3 separate regions of the Mus musculus genome follow, and all the other regions are linked to region 1. A link is a contact called in public promoter capture Hi-C data. All regions are on one chromosome and are shown on one strand. The core of a region is the stretch at or near the end of the contact, and the rest is flanking DNA. Distances in the headings are between cores, read along the strand shown.

Evidence for each region. Promoter capture Hi-C pulls out the DNA fragments that hold promoters and counts their contacts. Capture Hi-C pulls out chosen DNA fragments and counts their contacts.
Region 2: a promoter capture Hi-C map of second pharyngeal arch cranial neural crest shows a contact between it and region 1. The contact joins the promoter of Ppp1r12b here to the promoter of Etnk2 in region 1. A contact is called at or near these places in 2 of 39 promoter capture datasets (pre-B cells and second pharyngeal arch cranial neural crest).
Region 3: a promoter capture Hi-C map of liver shows a contact between it and region 1, with 2.6 times the contacts expected there. The contact joins the promoter of Syt2 here to the promoter of Etnk2 in region 1. A contact is called at or near these places in 1 of 39 promoter capture datasets (cranial neural crest) and 1 of 9 other capture datasets (liver).

What each region holds. Positions count from the first base shown.
Region 1 is chr1:133,361,718-133,366,542 of GRCm38.p6, forward strand. Etnk2 (ethanolamine kinase 2) reads left to right here and starts at 1,855. Exons shown (of 8, transcript NM_175443.5): 1 at 1,855-2,301; 2 at 3,859-4,118. The coding sequence starts at 2,047.
Region 2 is chr1:134,953,325-134,958,149 of GRCm38.p6, forward strand. Ppp1r12b (protein phosphatase 1, regulatory subunit 12B) reads right to left here and starts at 2,616. Exons shown (of 24, transcript NM_001368827.1): 1 at 2,168-2,616. The coding sequence starts at 2,458.
Region 3 is chr1:134,706,948-134,711,772 of GRCm38.p6, forward strand. It overlaps Syt2 (synaptotagmin II), which reads left to right and starts at 2,353. Exons shown (of 9, transcript NM_001355726.1): 1 at 2,353-2,477.

The DNA of each region.
Region 1 (4,825 bases), core at 605-3,104:
CGAGAGAATCCAACCCAAATGACACAGCCCCTGGGGGCGGGGCTCTCACCTCAGTCCCACATGCGCAGTGCTGGCACAGGGACAGAGCTCCAAACACCTTGCTTTGGGTCAGGTGCACACACGGGCTGTCTTCCACCTCCAGGCCTAAGCTCCACAGGTTTTGTTCAGCCTGCTTTCTTACAGAACCCAGGACCACCAGCCCAGGGGAGGCACCACCCACAATGGGCTGGTAGAGGACTCTTTTTCCACTCACCCCTCAGACTGCCCATGAAGAGTGTATAGCTTAGGGGATAAGAAAGCAGGCATCAACCTGTATTCCCTCATCCCTCTTTGACCCCTCCTCCCCCAAAAGCAAGGTACTGAGTGTCCCAACCAAGCGCTTGGTATCTGTAGGATTTCACTCTCCTAAGGTTAAGGACCCAGGGCTTCTCTGAGGTGATATTTGTATAGCGGGAGCTGCTTTCAGGGTGCTGGCACAGAGCTGAGAAAGCGAGTCTGGACTCCCACTGATTGTGTTCCCTTGTGCCGCAAGGTTTGCTTTGCCTATTGCAAAAGAAAGAGCTGGAGGCAATGTCCTTTCCAGTTCTGGCATCCTGGGACATCATGACCTCAAGTAGGTGGTCCCTCCCTACCATCTGCTACAATGTCCAGTACAGTGGCTGCATGCTGTTGTTTGTATGCGTATAAAGATTAAAGTTACACAAAATGTCACACTGGCCACATTTCAAGGGCTGAGTAGCCACGTGAGGCTAGTGGCCCCTGCAAGAGGCACCAGCACAGAAACTGGACCAGAAGACCTGGGTGCAAAGCAGCAAGAACCAAAAGGCCTCGTGGTGGAGATGTTCCTGAGTAGGTCGGAGGGACAACCTTGGGGACACAGAAACACATCTATTTTGTAGGCATTTTTCAAGTAGGGCAGTATGAGGTGATAAGAAATGAGGTCCCAAGGCAAGCCCAGGTCTCTCTATGCTAGAGAGCTGGCAGCTAACTGGTCTCACTCTGGAAGTGACCAGGGGAATATATGACTAAGGGACGGGCTTTCCAAGGGCTGGCCTGGCCTCTTTCCATGTGTCTTCTCTGTACAGTAAGTCTGCCAGGGGACTTATCCCTTCCCCTTGTCATGCTACATACACATAGATCCCTAGGTTGTACTATGGCCTTTGATCACCTCTTTGCTCAACAAAACACTGAGCTCCGGGCACCTGTGCGACCACTATCTATGCCCAGTCAGCCTTGCAGGACAGGGAGGAAGGCTTAAGGATTATTTAGTGAGCCAAACTCAGTCTTGCTCAAAGTCCTGGCTTACAATGTGCTTGTACACTCATAAAAGTACCCTGGAACATTCTATCAGAGTCCAGTCTGCCTATGGGACACTCACCCTGAACCATCACCATGCTGTTCTCCATCGAAGGTGTGTGTGTGTGTGTGTGTGTGTGTGTGTGGTGCTGAATGATGCCTAGAAGGCCTTAGAAACGCAGCCCAACCTTTCCCAAGAGATTTAATGGCAAGCCGAAGCCCACACTATAGGAGCATCCGATCTCCACGTTCCAGGATGAGGTTGGGACAAAGACAAGCTCTTCCCTCCTTAGCCCCAGCCCCTTACCCTAGACTACCCGGAAAAGAGCTCTTTAGCTGTGGGCTCCAGTGGGAAACTGGTCAACCAGTACTAGGATACTGGAGCAGGGATCTGGGGCGGGGCCTGGGGAGGCTCCGCCCTTTGCGTCATTAAGGCGGGGCATCCCCCACCCAGAGCTCCAGGTAGCGGTGGAGCCAGCAACGGGAGATGGCGGGCTGCACTCGCCCGGAGGCGGGGGCGGGGCGGGCAAGGGGCGTTACTGCGACCCATGATGTCACTGTCGCGGCGGACCTTGGCGATTCCCGGCCAGCTGTGTTGCTCGGTTGCATCGCCGGAGATTGGAACAGGCAGCTCGCTCATGAGTCATGGACTTCCCCTGGCCCCTCCTCGACCACTCCCACTCTCTCTCAGGGCCCCCCCGTAGGGGCTAACGCGGGCGCGGCGGCTCCGAGGGGGTGGGGCTGCTGGGAATGGCTGTGCCCCCTTCAGCTCCAGTGCCGTGCTCGCCCTTTTACCTGCGGAGGCAGGAGCCTTGCCCGCAGTGCTCATGGAGCATGGAGGAGAAGGCGGTGGCCAGCGCCGGCTGCTGGGAGCCTCCAGGGCCCCCGAGGGCCGCCGTCCCATGCTTCAGCGTCACGGTGGAACAGGACGACATCCTCCCCGGTGCCCTGCGCCTCATTCGGGAGCTGCGGCCGCACTGGAAGCCCGAACAAGTTCGGACCAAGGTAGCCGAGAGGGCGTGAGGCCGGGGATGGGGCGCTGCCGGGCTGCAGAGGGGCTGCGTGGACGCCCGTCAGTGCATCCTCCAAGTGCGGGTTCCAGGGTTTTGCGGCTGTTGCGCAGGAGATGTTTTGGACCGTGGTTTGAATATGTGTGTAACTCTCCATTTCTCTTTGATCCCTATGCAAAGCTGGGCTCACGCTTCCCTGGACCCTCCCCATTCGCCTGCTCCTGCCGCCGGAGGTCCACCTGCCCACTGTCAGCGTGCTGCGCGTGCAGCCCCACCCCCTGTCGCTGCGTGCTTGTCCCCTAGTTGCTCAGAAGTGCTACCCAGCCACTCTGACAACCCGAGGAAGCACGAACTTTTAAGGAAACCTCCCCCTACACCCATGCTGTTCCTTCGCCCTAACTTGAGATCCAAGCCTCGGGGATCTGAGCATTCCTTGTGGCCCCAGGAGCCAGCCCTGTGCAATTCAGAATTCCAGCTAAGCCCTGAGACCTTCTTCACGTGGCCTCAGGCTAGCTCTGAGCAACGCCCCTTTTGACCCCCACTCCATTTTCTTCCCACCTCAGCTGAATACTTTGTCCCACACACACACCTGTGGGCAGAACTGCCCACTGCGAGCCCCTAGCTTACTCCCTCCCTCGCTGTCCTGCATTCTCTTAAAAACCTACCCAGCCCTACACCCCTGACAGCCTGCTTTGGAGGGTTCGGGCCCCATGTCATTGGCCTTCTGAGTATGGAAGGGGCAGCTCTAAGGAGAATCTGGGCTGAATGTGGTAACATTTTCAGAAGACCTGGTCAGGAACAGACAGTGAAGGCATCAAGCCATATTTGAGATTAAACCCAGCACTGCATACCAGATGCTAATCTGGACCCCCACTAGGCCTGTCGTCTCACCTAGAAGGGGTGGGTCCCCTGAAGTCCCATCCAGCTCTGCCCCATAGCGCCCATAAACCTTTAGTTCAGGGTTCCTCCCTCCTTATCACCCTGCCCAGAGAGTCTGGGCTCCCACTCATATTGTCTCCTGTTCCTCCTGGTGTGGAATTCAGAGATTCAAGGACCTCTGGCCACCAAAGCCCTGGGAAGAGTGCCAACTTCAGTACCCTCCTTGTCTCTCTGCCACTGGATAGAGCAGGAGATACAGCTCTGAGAGCCCTTGCCTGCCTTAATGAGAGGCAGCTGATCAGGGTGTCTGTCTGGGCAATTTCTAGCCCTCCCTGGCTACATTCTTGCCTGCAGTGGGGTTCTTTCAGGGCCAGGATGGAGAAAGGAGGGGAGGGCCTCTCTCCAGCGCCTAGTGCAGACGTGGCCACTGTGCTAGATAGCATGGCCTGGACGCGCAGCTAGGCTGAGTGAGTGTGCCTGGACTCAGTGTGGCTGCTCCTTCCCATCCACCACCATGAGTGTCCCTTTATTCCAAGGCACAGTTTAGTACTAGCTGGCGTGGGGTTATGTTCAGCATTCCAGTGAACGAATTCTGTTTTGACTGAAGCTCTGGGAAGAGAGCGGAGGACCATGCCGCACCCTCCCACCCATGGCTGTCCTCTCCCCATGCTAGCGCTTCAAAGACGGCATCACCAACAAGCTATTGGCCTGCTATGTGGAGGAGGACATGCGGGACTGCGTGTTGGTCCGGGTGTATGGGGAGCGCACGGAGTTGCTGGTGGACCGGGAGAATGAGGTCAGAAACTTCCAACTGCTGCGAGCACACGGCTGCGCCCCCAAACTCTACTGTACCTTTCAGAACGGGCTGTGCTACGAGTATGTGCAGGGTGTGGCCCTGGGACCTGAACACATCCGAGAGCCCCAGCTCTTCAGGTGAGGAGGGAACAGGGCATTATACATCATTTTCTCAGAGGCTGTGGTTTTGATGGTCTTGGCTGTGAACAATGAAGAGAGTCATAAGGCCCGCCATTGCATTGAAAATATTTGTTAATATATGCTACTCAGAGGCTACACCATTCTATAGGCTTACAGGGGTATCCACTAGAGGGTTGAGTTCCAGGGGAACACAGCAGAGACCAGGTTGTTACCGCACCCCACCCCACCCCATTTCTCAAACCTCTGTCCACTTGTCTGCCGTGGAAATGTTCAGAAGCCCCGGGAATGACGTCTGAGCCAAATTCTGAAGGCACACAGGCTTTCTACCCTGCCTGTCTTTCTTTTTTATTTATTTTATGTTTATTGGAGTCAGAGCCTTCCAATGTAGCAATGGCTGTCCCGGAATTTGATATGTAGACCAGGTTGGCTTTAAACTCTAAGAGACCCACTTGCCTCTGCCTCCCAAATGCTGGGATTAAAGGTGTATGACACCTTGACCAGCTTTCCTCCCATCTTTTGCAAAGACAGAAAAGTGTGAAGACCAACGAGCCTATGCAGGATGAACGAACTCAACTTTAGCAGGCTGGACTAGCCTCTCCTCCCCCATAGCTGAGGGCCCTTTGGGTTCCCTGACAGTGAACATCCAGATTTGGAGTACTGCTGAGGCCTTCATGCAGAAGGCCCACAAGGACTAGGTCCTAGTC
Region 2 (4,825 bases), core at 1,366-3,865, 1.6 Mb after region 1:
TGCCAACTAAGTTAGATCCATCTCCAGAACCCGCGATGGAAGGAGAAAAGTGGCCCCCCTAAGTTGTCCTTTTCAACTCCACACAAACATGATGGCATACACATATACACATATGTACACAAACACACACTAATCAAAATAAAAATAGTAAAAGAAACGCTGTTGCTAAGTTATACTATATTATACTAAAAAATAACAATAATACTTAATATTAAGATGGAGAATGAATGAAGACACCCAGCTGAGCTCTGCTCCTCACATGTATGGAGAAGTCACCCTTCCAAGAGTTCAAATATTTAGTTTAAATCGTATTTAAAGTTGACTGTCGTTCTCTTACCACATTCTATACCCAGTTCTTTACTCGGTGGGCTAAGGGGCTTTGTGCTTGAAATCTGAAAAATCAATACCACAGGTAACTCTCCTCCTTCCTAGGATCTCACACATATAAAGTTTCTGAAGTTTCGCCTTCCCCCTCTGTATATGGGAGTCACATTATTACCAACTACAGCCACTGCAGAGGAACACTACCAAAATTACATGAGAGAAGACACAGGAAATCATTCTTAAACAGCAAAGTACTATATAAAAACTGGTTGCTATGTATAAAACTTTAGGTGGGATCCTGAATAAAACAGGCTGAGAGGAGAATTTTCTTCCATATGAAGAGAGCAATCAGAACAATATTAAGCTATTAACTAAGTATATTTAAGGAAGGGGCTTAATGTAAACTTGAATTATTATTTAAAAGTGGTTTTGTTTTTGAGGGTTGGGGGGAGTGTTATTGTTTGATTGGTTGGTTTTTTGAGACAAGGTTTCTCAAAAAAGGTTTCTCCCCTGTCCATCCTGGAACTCACTCTATAGACCAGGCTGGCCTCAATCTCAGAGATCTGATTGCTTCTGTCTCCGATGTTCTGGGATTAAAGGCATGGTCATCACCACCCGACAAAAAGTTGAATCTTATGTGCACTCATTCAGGTTGCACATACAGCAAAGGAAAACTAAGAAAGAGAGCTGTGAGCTGTGGATGTAGCTCTGTCGGTAGAGTTCTTGCCTGGCTTGATCCTCAGCACTGCCCAGACTTTGCAGTCCCAGCACTGGGGACATAGAGGCAGATGGATCAGCTACATGGAGAGTTCTAAGTCAACCTGAACTACATGAGCATCTGTGTGGTTGTTTTTTAAAAATAAAATAAAATAAAATAAAATAAAAATAAAAGAGAGGTGAAGGAAGAGGAAGAGGAAAAAGGAAGGAAAAAAGAAAGAAAGAAAAGAGAGAAAGAAAAGAGAGAAGGAAAGAAAGAGAAGAGACGAGAAGAGAAAAGAGTGGGTGCCCAGGTCTCAGCTCACCAAAATAACTGGCGAAGTTCAAATGGGGAGAGAGGGTGGAGTTATGACAGTCAGTATACAGAGAATATTGTTGCATAAGTGAGAGAAATCAAGGCGTTATTATTAAGCACAAGAACTCTCAGATTACCTGTAACTCGTATATATAGTCATTTCTTTTTTCGAAGGTTACCATTTCTACAGACAGATTCAGAAATAAAGTTGAAAGCCTACTCCATAAGTCCTAGACAGAAATAATTCTGTCCCTGACTGAAGTAGTGCTGCTGTAGAGAAAATGAGACACCCATAACAATGAGGTCAAGGGTGTTCTAAGGGTGGCCTGGAGAAGACACAAATCACACATCAGCAAAACAAGTGGCGTTTCAAAAAAGCTGCCTGTCTCCATCCACTAGTGGGGTTTCCCTTTAATTGACCCTAAGACATTTTAATAACTAGGCCACGCAAATAGAAAGTTGAATTTTCTGAAAGGGGAGCAGGCTAATGACAGTGTGAGTGGCATGAGGTACAGGCACAGGAGAGAAGTAAAGATGACTAATCTATAAAGATAACACCAAGGACCAAATCATCAGTCACCATGACAACCCAAGTAGGTGGAGGGAAATACAAACACTGACCAGTCACCCGGGTGACACCAGTCCTTCAAGTAAAGACCCACACCCTGGTTATGAGTGGAAGAGGGTGGCCAAGAATGTGAGTTGACTGAAGTGGCATGGTCTTTGCAAGAGGGCTTTGCGGTGACACTATATATACTCTTGGTGAGGCAACTCACCGGGGTCACAAGCTTGCAGGTCAAAGACCCCACACAACAGAAAGAGAAGTCCTACCTGGTGCAGGGCTGTCAAGCCGTCCACGTTGACCGTGTTGATGTCCGCACCTCTTGCCAGAAGCTTTTTCACCTCGTCCGTGTCCCCGCTGGAGCAGGCAGCTAGAAAGACCGCACCGTCTTCGAAGCGGACCCTGGGGCTCCCGCGTCTGGTCTGCAGCTGGCGCCCCGCGCCCTGTCGCTCCGCGGGCTCCTGCTCTGTCAGCGAGCCTCGCCAGCGCCGCAGCTGCTCAGCCCGCCGCGCTCGCGCCGACTCTGCTCGCTTCCCTCCCAGGTGCTCCAGCTCCGCCATTGCTCGAGCTTCCGCAGCTGCTGCCAAAAGTACCACCACAAGACTGTTGGTAGCCCTGTGTGGCCACTGCCGCCTCCCTCGGAGGGCTTCAGCCAGGGAATGAAGGCGGAGGCCCCCGCGCCGCCATCTTTACTCCTCCCGCTAGTAGCACCGCCCACATGCTCCCTTAGCTTCAGCACGCACGCGCTGCCCAACCCCGCGTCAGTACGGGACTTGTAGTAGGAGACCTGCCCTGAGGGCGCACTGGAGCCCTACGGGAACTACACATCCCTGGATGCATTACAAACCAGTCAAGGACAAGCTGCACCCTCCTCCGAGGGGGAATCTAGCACCTATGCCTGGAAGAAGCTGCAACTGTCTCCCAGACCGGTGGCATCCTCTTTCTCTAAGCATTTTGGGAATCGTAGTTTTTTTTATTGCTGCGATCACTAAGCTGAACTCCCTCCCTAATAGTCACTTAACACTTCAAGAGTGGAAAAAGCAGCAGTAATTACCCTTATTTTCTAGAAAAGAAGACTAAACATGAAGTAACAGAAGGATGATATTTCATGTCCTGTTTTTTTTTACATCTAGTTTTATTAACATGTATTAGTTATGAACGTGCATGGAGAAAAGTATGCATACACATACAGTATTATAGTTTTACATAAATTATTTTCAATATGACATTCACTCCAGGTCCAAAAAGATTCCTGACTGTTGAAATTTTTCATTTCACAAATTTCACACACACACACACACAAAATGTGAACACGATTAGGTCATCAGAAAAAAGAACTTTTATTATTTCCTAACAAATGAACACTTGCCCGTTGCTCATTTTCTATTGGAATAAACTAGGAATCAAATGTTGAAGAAATAAGTAATGCCAGGCAACTCACACCTGTAACCCCTGCACCCAGGTTGCCAGGAGTTTTAGAGCAACCTGGACTACACTGTGAGTTCAAGGTTAGCCTGGGCTACAGAGTGAAACCTGTCAAATCTATTCCCCTGTGAAAAACAAACCACAAAAGGCAAGACATTCAACGTCATCCTTTGCTGCATAGGCAGTTCCCGGTGGCCTGGACGACGTGACACTTAGTCTCAATAAAACAAAAGCTCTTTAACAAGTAATGAGATTTTCTTGGTAATTTGTCAACATGGAACCTCTTCTTATTAATAATTAAAATTACCCAAGTTCTCAAATAGAACTCTGCCAAATTGATAAGAGAGATATTGATACCAAGATAACGTAGGAACCAGGCATGGTGACACGCACCTGTTATCTTGGAGGATCAAGAGTCTGAGACCAGGCTGGCAAGATGGCTCAGCAGTTAAGAGCAATGACTGCTCCTCTGAAGGTCCTGATTTCAAATCCCAGCAACTACATGGGTTGACATGTCGACAAATTACCAAGAAAATCTCATTACTTGTTAAAAAGCTTTTGTTTTATTGAGACTAAGTGTCACGTCATCCAGGCCAGCCAGGAACTGCCTATGCAGCAAAGGATGACTTTGAACCAGATAGCTCACAACCATCTGTAATGAGATCTGATGCCCTCTTCTGGTGTGTCTGAAGACAGCTACAGTGTACTTACATATAGTAAAATAAATCTTGAGAGAGAGAGAGAGAGAGAGAGAGAGAGAGAGAGACCAGCCAAAGCAGCAGAAGGAGACTGCCTCAAATACAAACACATAGAGAAACTAGGAGAGATGATGTAGCCGTGAGCTTCTTGCAGCCCTCCTGCCCTGGTTTAATAGCACGGCCCTGGTAAACAACAGCCACTCAGTTTTGCATTTCACTGCTGCATCCTACTTTGCCAATAGACTGGCTTCTAGTAAGACCTTTTAAAGTAGGATAAAATTTTCAGGGACCAATAATGTTACACCTTGTGGGACTATGTTCTGTTTTGTTTGGTTTGAGATGGAGTCTCATTTACTCAGGCTGGTCAAAGATGAATGTGAGATCCTGATCCTCCTGCTTCCACTTCCCGTGGTTTGACTCTGTTCTTTTTGTATATTCTCTCTCTCTCTCTCTCTCTCTCTCTCTCTCTCTCTCTCTCTCTCTCTCTCTCTCTCTCTCTCTCTCCCTTCCTCCCTTCCCCTCTCCCTTCCTCCCTCCTCCCCCCTCTGTCCTTTCTTTCATTCTTTATTTAAATTACTGTTTTTTGAGAATGGTTCTCTACTGTTTAGGTTGTCAAGAACCCCATGATATTCCTCCCACTTTGGCCTCCCAAGGGCCAGGAATAAGCCACCATATTTTGTTTTGTTTTTTTATAAGCTTAAAATTTAACAATAACTCAGTCTTGGGGCTGGGGATGTACCTTAGTTTTCAGAATGATGGTCTGACATAAACCAGTCAAAAACATTTGTCTGTGGGCTGGAGAGG
Region 3 (4,825 bases), core at 1,103-3,602, 1.3 Mb after region 1:
TCCTTTCAGGTCCTGCAGGGCAGTGAAGACATCTGAGCAGGGATGTGGGCCAGGGCAGAACCAGCTGAAACTGGAGAGTGGGAAAAGGATGGGAGGAGCACAGGGAGGAGGGAGAAGGTATAGATATGTACCCAGGCCATGTGGATTAGGGAAGATCAGCATCCGGAATCACAAGGCCCACCTCTGAGCCACCATGACTCCTGAAATAGCCTTGTCTTGCTCCGAAGCCTCCAGAGATGGTCTACATGGATTAAGAGATCAAAGTTGTAAGGTTCATTGTTACCACCCCTGCCAGGGAAGGGAGCCAACTATAGATGCCTTTCTCAGAGGACCTGCCCCATCTGCATAGATGCCACCAATAGAAGTCCACTGTCCCTCCACCCCAGGAAGGGACAGGCCCATGGTGGCAGTCTGTGAACATAACAGGTATTTCTAGAAAGTGTGGACATAGCTTTATAGACGGACTCCATCTCTGCCTCAGACCCTCCTGCCTGGCAGCAGTTTTGAGGAAGGCCCAGGGCATCTTCCAATTCATGTGGTAGTGCCCATTTATCCATCCGAGAATCATCACATTTACCCATTCCCATCCTGAAGGTGTGGGTTCTCCTAAGGCAGGATGCTGTTAGGTACGCTTAGCTAAAGGAAATCCTGCAGTCTAACCTGAATGCAACCTACTGAGCCTCCCTCATTGGTGGAAATCAAAGAGGGGTGCTGTTACCCCCGTGGAGGAGCAGGCCCCTTACACTTCTTCAGCCTGCCCACTCACAGGGAGCAGTTCTCAGATCTGGGGGTGGCATGGGCAGGCATGGGTACGGGAAGACTCCTAGTACTACTTATAGTCTGACCTTGAGCTCTTGACCCCAGGCCACCCTTTCTCTCTGGAGAATGAACACCTGGGAACAGCCTTCCCAGCACTGTGGGCAGCCCCTGTCAGATGTCCAGGGACATGCTCCTGCCCAGCCCTGCTGCATGGAATCCCCAGACCAGCTCTTCTGTAGCCTCGGGCCTACAGCAAGCAGTCACCATTCTAAACTGAGTCGCTAGCCCTACAAAAAGCAGCCATGCTGCCTGCCGGAGCATTACAGCCTGTGAGGACTGGGAGGGAAGGAAGAAGGGGTTGATGGTAGTTTAGTAATTTCCTGTCTCTTCCAGGTATGCCCATGGGAAACACAAAACAACAACAACAACAACAACAACAACAACAACAACAACAACAACACACACACACACACACACACACACACACACACACACACACCTCATCACTTCCTGCATCAGGTCTTGAACTTGATTCCTGTTTGAGTGTACAGAACAGGAGGGAAAGAGAAAGAGGTGTTGCCGCAGAGGGTGGAGCAAGCAAGCCAGTCCAGACGAGCAAAGGTGGGCTGGGCTGGGCTGGGTAAGCTGGACACTCCACTTGGGGACTGGGATGCTGAGGTCTTAGCAGCAGGGGAGTTGGGGACCGAGGGTGAGGCGCAAGGGTCAGACCAAGGCACTGGGGATGAGGGGGCACCATAGTTTCAAGCCTCCCTGCCACTCTTACTCAGTGTCCCCACTCAGGGTTTGTGGAAACCCTTGCCCAAGAAGAAGAAAGCAAGATTTGGGGCAAGCAGGAAGGGCTCCAAGATACAACCCTTTTACGGGTAGCTTCCGTGTGTCGTCGCCCCTCCCATAGCTACCTATGGAAAGACCCCACACCCTGTCCTGACTCCACCCTCCAGAGACCTGGTGCAGTGGCCCCCGGACCACTTCCCCTCCTTTCCTCCCTTCGGTGTCCCCCTTTTGTTCCCCCTCCCTTTTTTTCTCTTGACTCAGGAAAGCCTTTAATCTGTATCCCTGAAGCGCGTCACCCCTCTCTCCTCTCCCCTGCGGTTCAGTCAGGCGGAGGTCCCCCTCTCTCATTCCCCTCCCCCAGCCACTCTTGAGCGCCGAGAAGCTCCCGGAAAAGCTTGCAGAAGCGGGGCAGGTGGGGAGTGTTGTAGGAGGGCACTGCGCGCGTGGTGGGGATTCTCCGCAGAGGCAGGGGGGAGCCCCATGCGGTTCCGGGGTCTGAGCCGCCCAGCCTGCAACTTCTGAAATGACCGCATGCGGCTAAACCCCTCTGCCCGGTGACTCCAAGCAGCATCTTCCCGGGGCGGCCCCTTCTCAGCCACCCTCCGCGGACTGTCCTGACTCAAGAACAGGGTGTGGGCTACCAGGACAGGTCCCTGCTCCCCGAGATCCAGGATCTGGATCGGGGATCGCCTCCGAGGGGCCGCACGCGCGTGTGCAGGCGGATGTGAGGCGCATCTCAATTGGCGGGCGGGGGAAGCGGATCAGGTTGTTACTACTGCAGAGCGCGCGAGCGAGGGAGCGGGAGGAGAGCCGCAGCGCTGGCCGGCGCGGGAGTGGGAAGAGGGGACCTGGACTTCGGGGCGGCAGACTCCCGCTGCCTTCTGCACCAGCCCACGCCGAATCGGCTCCCGGACCGTCCCCGGGTAAGAGGGAGCCCAGGCAGGGAGCCCTGCGAGGGCATCCCATGTCCCGCAGTCCCAAGTGAGGCCACACCCAGGACACCAGCAGCTTTCCAGGGCCTGGTGTTGGACCCCTGGGAGGCTGGATCACCAAATGAGACCATGACTTTCAGGGTTCAGCACTTGCTGAGGCATAAACTAAGTGCAGGATCAGCCCTTGGTGAGATCGGGCTCCCGAAATCCACTTCTTTGTCCCGGGGGAGATGTCCTGAATATCCCAGGAACCCCTCCACCTAGACCTGTTCTAGTGCTGAGCACAGGATAGCGCTCTGTACTGGGACAGGGAGCTAGCTAGGGAGCGAGGGCACTCACAGCTCATCCCAGGAAGAGGTGCCCTGGAGGGTGGATGCAGTGGGTGTGTGGTGAGAAGCATGTGCAGAGAGAGAGAGAGAGAGAGAGAGAGAGAGAGAGAGAGAGAGAGAGAGAGAGAGTGGGGGACCCTGCGTGCCCCCGCTGCAGTGAGAATGAGTTGGTGGATCCCATGTGCTCGGAGCTTTGGAGCCCCCTGGCGCAGAGTGGCGCGCAGTGGGGGTGCTGGCACTCCTCGGCCTGGTCTATCCAGACCAGAATCTGCGGACATGTTTTGTGCCCCGTTCTCTCCCGAGAACTTTTTCATTCTCCAACCAGTGCCGTGGCTTTGTGCATTGGAGGGATGGGGGTTTTCAAGGATCCTGGCAAGCGGCCACGGATGGGAGAGTGGGCAGTGGCGCTCTGCTGGTTTGCTGTGTGACCTTGGACCAATGGTGTACCTCTGGGAGTCTCAGTCTGATGTAGGGGAGTGGTGCACCACACAGGAGTGATGGTGGGGAGATGGGGAAGAGGAGGAGGAAGGCCGTCCAGTCCGGTGAACCGAGTCCGTGACTAAGTCTGCCAAGCGTTCCGTGCCTGGGAATTCACTGCCTTTGATTCTTGGCCTCTGCAGAGAGCCCTGTGCACACTTGGAAGGGCAACAGTGTGAGACTCAGAACCTGGAACCTCAGGGGGCATCAGAAGGCATTCTGCCCCTTTGGCTGACCTTGAGTAACTCATTTACTCTCCTAGGCCTTAGTCTCCAGACGTGGAAATGGGGGTTTGGCACATCGAGGATCTGAGTCTTTCCCATCCTGATACCTCCTGTCCCAACTGAAGGGGAAACGGTACAGAAGGCTAGCCCCTGAGTATGTAGTTCCTTATTTAGCCTTCCAAGTGGACTGAGGCCTACAGTCTATTACCTCCATCACTGTTCCTTACAGAGTCTCCAGGCCTGACAGGCCACTGTTAGCCCAGAACTGCCCACCCTCTGCACAGGACATAATTTTCACTGGGGAAGAGGGTCCCTGGGATAGACAGGAGACTCAGAGGCCTCCCAAGGTCATGCTGTCTTCTCTGCTGTCCGCTACCTCAAGAATCCTTCCTTGGTAGAAAGCTCTCTAGTGGGAGCTATACCAGCCCATTGCACAGCCTGGACTGCCTGCATGGAAGACCGAGGTGTTCTTGGGGAGAACCTGTTGGGACTTCAGCTGAGATAAGTCCCTAGCCTGGCGCTGGGTCTCGGGTACTTTAGGAAGACTCCTGGGAAAAGAGGAGAAAGTTAGGCTGAGTCCCAGGCTTCAATTCCCATTTGCACGATCTTATGTGACCTTGGGAAATACCCTTCCTTGCCTTCCTCATCTGTATATGAGGAAAGTCCAGCTGGAGGATGCCCCGGAACCCATTCATCTCTGAAGTCGTATGGCCAGAGGTCAGGATTGGTGCTTGCTGAGTACCAAGAGGGCGCTCTATGGGAGCAGGTGGCCTCTGGAACTCCCAGTGCACGGCCCCTCCTTGCGTCTATCCCCAGAGATGCCTTGAGACATGGTGTGAGAAACAGGGCCCTTTCCCAGGCTCTACACAGCCCTGGAATGAGACCTGGGAGCCCCCATTCTGCCATTCAGTGACCTTGAGTGAGTGCTTTTATATCTTTGAGCTTCAGTGACTTCATTGTCAAAACACAGTGATAAAGGCGGCAGCCTTCTAGTGTTCCTATGGAGATTAAAGAAGAAATGTGTGAAGTGTTTAATACAGCGTGGATTCCACAAGAGCCAGAAGAACCTTGGCCATTATTCATAGTATCACTCGAAGCCCTTGGCAAATTGGCAGTGGGGTGACTGGAAGCAGTGGCCAGAGGGGTGGGGATGGGGAGGGGGCTGCTCACAGTATGATTAACTCCAAGGAGCTCAAAGCTTCAGCCAGGTGTGGGAGTAGCCACTGTCTCTGTCCCTGTCCCTCTGGCCACCAGGCACTGTGCATTAGGAACTTCATGAGGAGGAGACAATGATGGCTTTCTCAGACTG